Regions from separate parts of the Mus musculus genome. Here region 1 is linked to region 2. A link is a contact called in public Hi-C data. All regions are on one chromosome and are shown on one strand. Each heading gives the region's core, a stretch centred on a gene start, on an enhancer-like site or on the middle of the called end of the contact. The rest is flanking DNA. Distances are from core to core; before and after follow the strand shown. Region 1 has its middle 11 kb from the start of Gm30804. Region 2 overlaps Gna12 (guanine nucleotide binding protein, alpha 12).

What was found. Hi-C and Micro-C count contacts between places; a contact is called where the count stands out from the background.
Region 1: a contact with region 2 is called in a Hi-C map of bone marrow-derived macrophages, with 86 read pairs. The contact joins two enhancer-like sites. A contact is called at or near these places in 2 of 39 promoter capture datasets (both in liver), 2 of 15 datasets of contacts at CTCF or cohesin (large pre-B cells and pro-B cells), 30 of 484 Hi-C or Micro-C datasets (the 3T3-L1 cell line, 3T3-L1-derived adipocytes, the BV-2 cell line and 17 more), 12 of 115 datasets of contacts at active chromatin or transcription factors (the HPC-7 cell line, bone marrow-derived macrophages, cardiomyocytes and 6 more) and 2 of 9 other capture datasets (liver and pancreatic islet).

The regions. Positions count from the first base shown.
Region 1 is chr5:140,838,933-140,844,936 of GRCm38.p6, forward strand. No RefSeq gene overlaps it. Among named protein-coding and RNA genes, the nearest start is that of Gm30804, 11 kb to the right of the region's middle. Within about 2 kb of position 3,224, at least 11 of the 459 cell types and tissues checked have an H3K27ac peak or open chromatin away from gene starts, as enhancers often do. A contact at or near this core is called in bone marrow-derived macrophages and microglia, where this site is marked.
Region 2 is chr5:140,764,698-140,770,863 of GRCm38.p6, forward strand. All of the region lies in intron 2 of Gna12 (guanine nucleotide binding protein, alpha 12), which reads right to left. Among named protein-coding and RNA genes, the nearest start is that of Gm30745, 18 kb to the left of the region's middle. Within about 2 kb of position 3,249, at least 207 of the 459 cell types and tissues checked have an H3K27ac peak or open chromatin away from gene starts, as enhancers often do. A contact at or near this core is called in bone marrow-derived macrophages and microglia, where this site is marked.

The sequences.
Region 1 (6,004 bases), core at 1,974-4,473, 74 kb after region 2:
TTTTTCGTTATTGAGATGGGGTTTCTCTATGTAGCCTCTTTCACCTTCCCCAGTGCTGTGACCACAGGCAGGTGCTTCCACACCCAGTGCCCCTGTGTCCTCACATAGTAGGATGGGGAGGGCAAAAGGGAGCAGCACCCACTTTTTGAAATGGTATTGATCCCATCTATGGAGGCAGAGACTTCACAGCCAAATCACACATTCATAGTCCTACCTTGTAACGCTATTTTACAGGCATGAAATGGTACCACAAGCTTTGCCGGGAACACCAGGTTCTAAGCTCCCCCTGACTTCCCTACATCTAAGGTGTACTTGCCTAAGATGGGTGAACATGGTTAACACATATTGTCTAACTGTATTAAACTTTCAAAGAATAGTAAATATCACAACAGTGGGGCTAGAGAGATGATTCGTCTGTTAGGAGTACATGTTGTTTTTCCGGAGAAGTTGAGTTTGTTTTTCAGTATCCATATTAGGTGGCTAACAAACCACGGGTAATTCCATCTCCAAGAGATCCAATGTCCTCTTTTGAGCATTGAGCACTTGCATCCATCCATCCATCCATCCATCCATCCATCCATCCATCCATCCATTTACCAATCTATTTGTGTATCCATTTACCTATTTGCTTCTCTAAACATCCACCCATCTAGCCAATCTACCCACACATCCACCCATCTACCCACTTGCTCATCCATCCAATAATGATATAGACCTATCTGCTCATCTATTCATACAGCCGTCCATCCATCCACCCACCCAATCACTTCTCTCTGTCTGTCTCTTCTCCATCCCTCCACCCATCTACCCAATGCCTCCAATCACCCATCTAACCATCCATCCATCTGTTATATTCATCTATCCATTCAATTACCTGTCCATCCTTTGAATTATCCTGTTGTAGATTGCCCTGGTGCTGTTTGTATTTTGATGTTAATTCCACTTCCTCAAGAGGGGCTGCCCTTACTAGGAGTGTATCGTATACTCAGGTAAACTCATGTGAACTCTCCCCATTTTAGCTGGTCAAATAAAGACTAGAGCCTGTGATTGAGCAGTGGAAGGGAAAGGTGGGGCTGGAGGTTTTGGAGGGGGTGTGAAGAAAGGGAGGAGAGAGGCAGATGAGGAGACTGAGGAAACAGAGGAAGTCAGAGGAAGAGGAGGTGGAAGGAAGATGGAGCAGAACCACGTGGTCTGGAGAAGCCTTAAGTAGCAAGGGAATCTTATAGCTGGAGAATAGAGTAGTGTAGTGGTAAATCTGCCCAATCTAGGAGTGCAGCTTATAAACACTATAACTGAGTTGTGTGCTCCTTACACAGGCTTGTTGGGGTTGGAGATTTACTGCAACATTATCCCACCATATACATTCTATCTACTCATCTATCACCTACCTGCCCACCCATTCATCCATCTGCCATGACATTTACCTATTCATCCACCCAATCATTCACCTAACCATTCATCCACCCTACTATCCACCTGTCCATCCATCCATCCATCCATCCATCCATCCTTCCATCTATCCATCCATTCATCCACCCACCCACCCATCCATCCTCCTACCCACCTGTCCACCTGTCCGTCCATCCATCCATCCATCCATCCATCCATCCATCCACCCATCCATCCTCCTACCCACCTGTCCATCCATCCATCCATCCACCCATCTATCCATCCATCCATCCATCCTTTTATTCCTCCTACCCACCTGTCCATTCATCCATCCATCCATCCATCCATCCATCCATCCATCCTTTTATTCCTCCTACCCACCTGTCCATCCATCCATCCATCCATCCATCCATCCATCCATCCATCCTTTTACTCCACTACCTACCCATCCATCCATTCACCCACCCACTAAAAACCCACACATAACCATCCACTCATCAGCTTCCTGGCCCCTTTCTGTATGCCCTTTTTTTCTGTTGGGCATGAAGCAAAAAGTTCAAAAACAACCAAGCTGGTGGGACTTAGTAAAAATGCACCAAACCTACTGAATCCATGAGCCCAAACAAACCTTTCTTCTCTTAAGTTGTTCTCTCAGGTCTTTTGATCACAGAGACACAAAAATAACTAACACACAATCCGATGTCAGGGTCAGCTAGAAATCTGTGGGGTCTGGAATAAACTCCTGCCTTAGAGTTCTCTAAGGGAATGTATGAGAGAGGAAGAGTGTATACATGCACAAAGGAATTTTTTTTAAAGACATTGGTTTATAGAATTGTGGAGGCTGTGAGGTCCAACATCTGCAGTGTGGGCCAGCAGGGTGGAGATCCGGAAGAGCAGATGTTGTAGGTCAAGACCAAAAGCATCTGTTGGAGAAACTGTCCTTTCTCAGGGAAGTCAGTCTGCTCTGTTCAAGCTTTCAGCTGGCCAGATGTGATCCAGCCTCAGGATGGGCACTGTGCCTTTCTCTAAGCCCACTGATTTAAATGCACATCCCACCCAGGCACAGCCTCACAGAAGCATCAGGTTAGATGGCTGGATGCAGAGTGACGTCAGCGGGGTGCCATGGCCCAGCTAAACCAACTCATAAAATGGGACCTATCAGTCCGTGTTAGACGACTTGTTGGGTTGGGGAGATGGCTCTGTCAGCGGAGTACGTGTCTCCCAACCATGAAGAGCTGACTGTCACTCTTCAGAACCCGTGTGAGAAGCTGGTTGTGGTGGCATGTGCCCCAGATTCTCACTTTTGGCAAGATGGGGGAGGCAGACAGGCTGGTGGGTCCTTGCGGCTTGTTGATCAGCAAGTTGTCTTCTGACCTCTGCACACATGCCATTAATGTGGATGCAGTCCACATTAATACAAATGAGTGTGTTTGTGCATGTGCATACACACACACACACACACACACACACACATACACACACACACATACACACAGAGAGGGAGAGACAGACAGAGACTTGACACAAGATTTCTTCAGCATTCCCAAAGGACACCAGAGATTCCATATGGAGCCTACTGTTAAATGTTCTATGGAAGTTTCTACCCACAGTAACTTGCCCTCAGTAAGACAGTAACTTAGAGCAGTCTATGATGTGTGAGCCTTGCTCAGAGCCTGAGATGAAGTCATATAGTTGTCCAAATCTGCTGAATTGCTCCACAAAAACTGCCTCTCATTTCTATAAATATTCTCTTCCTGGGGTTGGGGGACAAGTGATTCGAATCTAGATTCAAATAGGGAAGCGTGGCCGAGGGTGGAGGCCATACCAGACACATGCTTCATGTGGAGGAAGCCACAGCACCCAAGCAATGGAACAGAAACAGACAGCGAAGTGCTTCTGAGTATGGGGTCCAGGTTTCATGACCAGTGCTTCCTTAAAAAAATGTGCTGACTTTAGAACAAACAAGGCAGTGATTGTCTCTCCAAAATGTGCTGGCAGTGCTCCATAGCATCCTCATGTCCAGTTCTAAAAATACAGACCCATTCCAGAGGGAGGGCCTCTATCAATACGATCAAGGCCTCAACTTGCTATCCATCCATCCATCCATCCATCCATCCACCCATCCATCCACCTATCCATCCATCCATCCTTCCATGCATACATCAGCCATTCAATTACTCACTCACATATCTACTGATCCACCCATCCACCTATCCATCTACCAACTCAACTATCTATTCATACCATCTATCCATCCATCCATCCATCCATCCATCCATCCATCCATCTACCTATTCACTCATCCATTTACCAATTCATCATTTTACATACTCATCCCCACTACTGATCCACCCATCTACCTATCCATCTACCAACTCAATTATCCATCCATCCATCCATCCACTCACCTATCCATCCATCCATCCATCCATCCATCCATCCATCATCCATCCATAGCCATATGCCCACTCACCCATCTACTGACCCACCTATCCATCTATCCATCCAGCCACTCAGTTGTCAGTCACTCATTCACCTACCCACCCACCCACCCACCCACCCACCCACCCACCCACCCATCTACCTACCAAACAACCAATGCGTGGCTATTTCCTCCCAGTTGAAACATTCCCTTTGGAGGGAAGCAGGACACTCTCAGGAAACTCCTGAAACTTAGAAGATTCCTAACACCCCTCCCCAATATTATACAAATGGTAGTTACTCCTGGAGAGGAGACTGCAATATGTCTGGATGCCTTCAAGTCATGTAGGGAACTCTAGGCATGTAGCTCTTGTGAGACTTCATCTGTGCTGAGATGGTCTTTTAAGTGATGCAGCTGCCTGAGTCACCCACACCTCTGTAAATAAAGCAATCCCTTACCTATTCCTGTAAGTAGCCCCAAATATACACATTGGTTTACCAAGACAGGCTTGGGTGGACCAGTTTCTTTGGCTTATCATCAGTCTCTTATCTGGGATGAAGGAACGTTAGTTCATGTCTCCCCAGGAAAAGTCACATAACACTGTCCATCCACTATTCCCTCCACTATCTGTCCATCCATCCGTCTTTCCCTCCCTCCCTCTTCCAACACATCCATGCCTCCACTCTCCCTCGTATTGTACCCACCCACCCACACACTAATTCTTCTGTCCACCCACTCATTCCTCTGGCCTCTGGCCTTCACCCATCTTCCATGCAGTGCTGGAATTCAGGGACACCAGCCTCACCTTGATGGACGCAGTCTCTCTCTCGTGGATGAACTCAGGGAGACAGACAAAATATGTTCATACGTATACTCTCAAGTTTGTTAAGAGCCAAGAATGAGGGCTGGAGAGATGGCTCAGTGGTTAGGAGCACTGACTTTTTTCCCCTAGGGTCTTGAGTTCAATTCCCAGCAACCACATGGTGCCTCACAACCATCTGTAATGAGAACCCATGCCCTCTTTTGGTGTGTCTGAAGACAGCTACAGTGTGCTCATACATAAAATAAATAAAACCTTTGGGGGGGGAAAAAAGACATCTGTCTCTTTAAAAAGAAAAAGGAGGGGGAGTGTATAGGGGACTTTTGGGATAGTATTTGAAATGTAAATGAAGAAAATACCTAATAAAAAATATAGAAAAAGAAAGAAAGAAAAAGGAGCCCAAAATGAGAATCCTGGAAGTCCACCAATCCACCCATCCACCTATCTATCCATCTGCTCTCTCACTCACAAACTGGATGGAAGATGATGGTAGTTGGGCCCACTTTGCTGCTATGGACTCAAGTAATGCTTCTCTGGAGAAGCTGAGTTTGAAAGGAAAGAATTGGAGGGAGATGGTGTCTTAATTTTATTTATGTTTCTATGATAAAATACCTTGACAAAAACACATTAGTAGAGAAAAGGGTTTATTTCAGCTTACAATCTTAGGCCACAGTCCATAATTGTGGGTAAGTCAAGGCAGAGATGTCAAGATACCCAGAGAGCAGAGAGAAATGAATGCAGGCGTGCTTACTTGCTTGCTTGTTTGTGGTTTGTGCTAGCTTGGTTTCTCCATTCTTATACAGGGCAGGGCCCCTGCCTAGGGAATGGTGCTGCCCATAGTGGGTGGGTCTTCCCATATCAATTAAGACAATTAAGATAAGTCCCTACAGACACGCCCCATTGTAGACCTCATTCTAGGTGCATTGACAATTAAGACTTAAGTATCACAGATTGTTTTCTGGCCTAGGAAGCAACAGTAGTTAAGGTCCAGAGGTAAGAGCAACCACTGGCCCAGTTGTGAGCTGGGCTGAAGGACTGGAGAGGGTGGGCTCATGTGGAGGCAGAAAGGATGATGAAGAAATTGTGGTGTAGAGGAATGCTGTGCTAGGAAGGAATCCCAAGAGGTTTTAGGGTCAGAAGATGGTTACTATCCTCCTGATCTATGGACAGTGTTTTGTTTTGAGTGAGAGGCTACATTGTTGAATGTTGGTTTTGTTTTTATATAGTAGGAAGAAAATATGTTAGTGCTTTAAGGTGTGTGTGTGTGTGTGTGTGTGTGTGTGTGTGTGTGTGCAAGCACATGGTGGTCAGTGGACAACTGTGTGAAATTTTCTTCTATTGTGGGTTCTAGGGATCAAATTCAGGTCATCTTT
Region 2 (6,166 bases), core at 1,999-4,498:
ACAAACATGTGCCACCACATGGTTTCCTATGTGGGTTCTGGGGCTCAAACTCAGGTCTGCATGCTTGTGAGGCAAATACACTGCCACCCAGGCCATATCACAAGTGGGTCTTCAGGCCATGACAGGGCACCCATTATAGCTTGTGACTTTCTGACAAAAGGTTGAGAACAGGGGCCATCAGCCTCTAAGTGTGGTTTATTTTTTGTTGTTCTAGTTTTAAAACCTCTGAGATAGGTCTTATGATGCAGCCTAGGCTAGCCTCAACTCGTGATCCTCTTGCCTCAGCCTTCTCTGTGCTGAGACAGCAGATGTACACACAGAGCCCAGCTCTTGTTTGTCTGTTTCTCTGTCCCTTGTCCCAGATGGCCCAGAGGAAGAGGTGAACAGTCACTTCCTTCCTGCAGTGGAGGGAAGGTCACAGGGATGATTCAAAGGAGAGGATTCTGTTCTAGGGACAGCAGCACTCAAGTTTCCCTGTATCAGCCCCCACAATAAGCAGCAAGGCAGCCCTGGTGGTTGGCAGTCAAGCTCTGAGGTGGAAAGAGGCACCTAAGGCTCAGAAACGAGTTCTCACCTCTCTAGGCGACCTGTGCTCCTCACAGAGCTGTCCCACCTGGCTTGCAAGGACAGCGTTTCAAGAGACCAAGTGGGTCAAGCCCCTGTGCTGACTTTCCCCTCTCCTGGTCCCGTCTCCTCCCTCAACACAAAGGCAGGAAGCTGCTGGATCACAGTGGCTCCACCATGTCATCCCAGCAGGCTGGGCAGTGGTGACAGCTCACAGCCTAGGCCATTCCCTGTTAGTTCTACTCAGACAGTAGCATAAGCAGAAGGAAGGAAGAGTCCTTATATGGGGTTTTAGGTGCGTGAGAGAGTTGTGTGTGTGTGTGTGTGTGTTTGAGTGTGCATGAAGGCAAAGGCTGAACGACAGTCTTGGGTGTCATCCTCAGGAACACTGTCCCCTCCTCTGACCAGGGTGTCTCATGGTTGGCAGCAGTGTGTATGTTTTCAAGGCTGACGATTGTTAGACATTTCTGTTCGCTAGCTTAGGTGGTAGCATCAGCAGGAGGAAGGAGAGTCCCTACTCAGTGCAGTAGTGACTCAGAGTTGGTGAGACAGCACAGTGGTGTGCACAAGGGCTTTGGAGGCCTTCCTCAAGGGTGTTGGGTACCGAGGAACAGCTGAGAAAGGTCTTTTTCCTGGCAGCTAAAAGAACATGGCAATGTCAGTCACACACCTAGATGAGGGCACAGATGACACCTGGACTTGGACTGCTCCTACGTGCTATACTACCTGAGGAAAGGCATCTGTGGCTCTCAGTTGCTACAGTGTGGCTGTAGTTATCCAGCCATGGGAAGGAGTATTTAGAGGTAAGGAACTATGAGCTATAAAAGAGAATGTCATACTCCCAGTGCTCTCAGCCCCAGCAGTGCCTCGAGCCTCAGAGGTCCTGGTTACTGCATAAAGTCACACGTCTTTACCCCTTTAAAACACTTTAGAGACTCTTTTTTGTTGTTGTTTTTTTGAGACAGTGTCTCACCATATAGCTCTGGCTTCTTTAATTCACTATGTAGACCAGGCTGACTTTGAATTCAGAGATCTCTTTCCTCCTGAAAGCTGGATTAAAGGTGTGTGTCACAATGTCTGGCTTTCTTAACGTGTGTGTGTGTGTGTGTGTGTGTGTGTGTGTGCGCGTGCGAGAGAGAGAGAGAGAGAGAGAGAGAGAGAGAGAGAGAGAGAGAGAGAGATTGAGAGAGAGAACGATAAACAACCATCAGGAGTTGGCTCTAGGGCCTGAGTGGCACCTTTACCTACTGAGCCATTTTGTCAGTTCAATGTGTACTTTTCAAGGCTGATTATGCTAGACATTTCCCCTTTCCTAGTTTAATGACCCCAAACTGTCCACTGTCTAGTACCTGTGTAGACACCCCCAAGCAGAGAGAAGGACCTACACACACCCACTGGCTTAGCTCCTACTAAACAGTCAGCAAACCCAATCGTCTGCTGGGAAGTCCTAGCTGTGAGCCAGCACCTGTCTCTTCAGCTGTGTCTGGAAAGCCCCTGGACTTTTACCCCATTCCCAAATAAAGCAAAGACTTGGAAACCAAACCACTCAGCAGTTCAAGCCTCCAACATCCTTGTGTTAAGATATGAAAACCCGGAGCTGGGCAGCGGTGACTCACACCTGTAATCCCAGCACTTAGGAGGCAGAGGCAGGTGGATCTCTGAATTTGAGGCCAGCCTGGTTACAGAGTGAACACATGAACGAACCTGGGCCAGCAACATCCCAAACAAACAAATGAAAAGCTGGGGCTGCTAACAAAAGTGGTGGCAACAGGTCTGTGGTCACAACACTAGGGAGACTGAGGCAGGAGAATCAAGAGCACAAGATTACCTTGAGCTACGTAGTGAGACTCTGTCTCCAAAGCCATGGCTGAAAATTCAGGTTGGTGTGAGAATGCTTGTCTAGCATGCCAAGTCCTGACCCTATCCCCCTAGTACTACACCATACACACACATACACACAGGGTTCAGTAAAATCTCCTTTTTTTCTCAGTTGAAGAAACCAAAGTTTAGATGTTAATTTGGCCATAGTCAAAAAGCAAGTTAAAAGTAGAAAGATGGTTTAGTCACATAGTTTCCCACTCATGTGTGTGTGTGTGAGAGAGAGAGAGCGCTTGTCTCTGTGTGAGAGACACCTTGTCTGTGAGAGAGAGAGAGAGAGAGAGAGAGAGAGAGAGAGAGAGAGAGAGGGAGGGAGAGAGAGACCTTGTCTTAAAAGCTAAGCTCAAAAGCTAAGATGGAGAGAGAGAATAAAATTCCCAATGTTAACATTCTGGCTTCTACATGTATGTGTACACACGTGCACAAATATACTCTGTAACATATACAACACACACACACACACACACACACACACACACACACACACCCCTGAACTCTTCACCTCACTACATGCATGGCCTGAGAGAACAGAAGTGTGGACTACAAAAGGTTACAGATCAGACTCTGCCAGCAGTGAAGTGCAACCGTGTCTCCCACAGACTACACTAGGCCATCTAAATAAGGGCAGTAGCTCCTCTCAAAGAACAGGGGCACGGAGCTGAAAGACAATGAGGGGCCAGGCCTATGACGGTCCCTCCCATTTGCCGATGGCGGCTTGCCAAAGGGAAGGGGTCACAGCATCTTCCTGCTGGATATGACAAGGCCTTGACCTCCCCCACTCCAGGCTGAACAAAAGGGAAAGGAAAAGGCTCAAAGCAGCTTCTGCCTGCCAGACACTGAGTCATCCGTGCTGTGGGGCAGTGGGCTCTCTGAAGCAAGGAGAGGCAAGCTCTGCCATGCAGCCCCGGCGCTGCGGCCAGCTGGGAGGCCAGGCTGAGGGCAGGGAGGCCCAGGCTCCCCTGTAGGGCCTGTCCAGGCCTCCTGCTCCTCATAAAGAGCCCTTGTGCTGCCTCTTGCCTGATGCTCTGGCTCCTGAGCCTGTGGCCCCAGGACCACTGACTCAGCAAGCCATCCCTTCAACTAGCACTCTCAAGTTGGACTTGGACAAGGAGCTGAGATCTCCTTCCTGGCTTCTGACCAGAGATAACAAACAGAAGTTGCCTTCTCCTCTTCTCAGAGGCTCTCCCTTCTTGAATGTTCTGCTGATGAGAAGTTATCAGGATTTTAGGAGACCCCGCCCCAACTCACACACCCACACACACACCCGCACACGGTGGTGTGCACAGTGGTGTAAATAGCAGAATTGCTGTTCCCATGTCCCGCTGGAGATGTAGACACAGAATGACCTCATCTGACCATGAATGGCAGCATACACTTGCCAACTTGCCAGTGTGACAGCTTCACATGGCAGATGCTCAGCTCCAGCACAAATGGTCCTCTGAGGGATGCTTCTCTTGTTTGGCTCATGATGAGTCAAGGCCTTGTCTGACACAGTAAACATCCACTCCGGCTACTGTCTGAGGCTAACACTGTGACACACCTGCCACTCACAGACCAGACTCATGTGCACCAGGAAGGTGACACCAAGAGGCCCACAGTCTAAGGCTGGTTCAGAGCAGAAGAGGAGGAAGAGGAGGAAGAGAAGGGTTAGGATGAAGGAGGAGGAGGAAAGATGAAGGAAGGAAGGAAGGAGCAGCAGCTGACTGAGGCAAGAGCACCCTAAACTCAAAGCCAGCCTGGGCTGCATGGCAAGCTCCTGTCAAAATATAAAGCAAACTGAGGGCTGGGATGGAGCTCTTGGTGGAGCACTTGCCTGGCATGTATGAGGTCTGGATCTGACGCCTAGCACTACCCTCCCACAAAATAAACAAAGTTCTGCTCGTTTGTCACCAGCAGACAGCTTCCACACAGGTCCCTGTGGAGGGGAGTGCACAGGCCCAGGCAGGAAGAACTCAACAAATGAATGAAACTGCTTATATGAAACCAACTTGCCAACCAAGCAGAGTGCAAATCCTAGCTAACATCCCACTTTTCCCCTTTATGGATGTGAAGTAAACGCCCGGCCTAGCTTTTCATCTTCTAGAACTGGTGTCGGGCCAGGAGTGGTGGTACATGTGTGTAATCCCAGCACTTGGGGGGCTAAGGCAGGGAGCTCCTGAGCGATGTAGGGAAGAGTCTGTCTCAAACCAATCCGAACCAATGTGCCAGCTGTTCAAGAATGGAGACTTGGGGCTCCTCTGACAGCAGGGCCACTAAGAGGGCTCTTCACAGCACAGTCTGGAATGCTCAGAAGCCAACGCCAGGCCACCTCAGGGTACCTCCTTGGAGCAACATTAGCCGTTTATGCAGGAATAGCGCCAGGTGAAGTGTCATCTTCCCATAGCCTGAGCAGCAGGGACTTTTTGGACAAAGAGGACATTTGAAAGGTGTCAATGACTTGTCTCTCAAAGCAACATGTTTTCCACATTTTGGAGAATTTAACTTGATTTTTTTTTTTTTGAAAAAGTTCAAAGCTTGGTAAATAGAGGTACATCACAGAGTTTAGCTTCTTGAAGCTGGCTGGAGAAGATACACTATTTTTATCATATTCTACCCTATAGCCAGTGGGTTCTTATTTAGAAGAGAATGTTCATTGAGAAATTGGGAGGTGGGAATGGGGGCCAGAGCACTTGCTGCTCCTCCAGAGGACCGGAGTTTGGTTGACAGTGCTCACATCAGATGACTTACAACTGCCTATAACTCTAGCTCCAGGGAATCCAACACCCTCTCTGGCCTCTGAGGACAGCCACAAGCAAGTGTGCATGCTAATGTGCATCCCCATATGCACATTCACAAAGCGCTCTCTCTCAGGTTCAGTTGTCTGTACTAGCAAGGATAGAAAGGGGGACATCATAGCAGGCTTGTTTGCTGTTCATCATTCACAGCTCTCTAAATGCTTACCTAGACAGACTCCTCCCCAGGGAATGACCCCACTACAAAAATCAGCAAAGTTACCATTACCAAGAGGCTCCAGTTCTCACAGAAAACAGGATAATGCTGGACATAAGGGAGAAACCACACCCTAAAAGAATAAAGCCCTTAGTGAGCACTGTCCATATTTATCTCTCATTTAAAAGCTTCCTAACAGTATGGTCTCGTGGTTCAGGCCTGCAATCCTAGCCACTAGGAAGGCTGAGACAGGGAGATCTCAAGTTCATGGCTAGCCCGGGCACCTGAGTGAGACTGTCCCAAAATATACATCGAGAAGAGGGCTAGGATGGAACTCAGTGGTGATCCTGCCCAGCATGCACAAAGACCCAGGTCTAAGCTCCAGACAGAGCTGTTCACAGCAGCACTGTCCTTAGTGGAGAAAACACCGTTCATCCACACAATGTAACACAGCAACTAAAGTGCATGGCCTCCTGATATTGCACGCACGGAGAACTTGAGGGAACTCAAACATGTTAATGGTAAATTAAAGCAGTCATCTATGGGCCGGCTGGGGGGTTTGGCTCAGCAGGTGAAGTATCCTCAGAACCCACGGAAAAACCAGGGCATGGCAGTGTGTGTTTGAAACTCCAGCACTGGGAGTAGTGATGGCTAGTAGTCAGTCTACCGATTGGTGAGCTCCAGGTTTAGTGAGAGACCCTGCCTCTAAATATAAGATAGGTCTGGAGTTGACTCAGCTTTCAGAGCACTGGCAGCTCTTGCACAGGACTCAGGGTTCATTCCTAGCACTTATGAG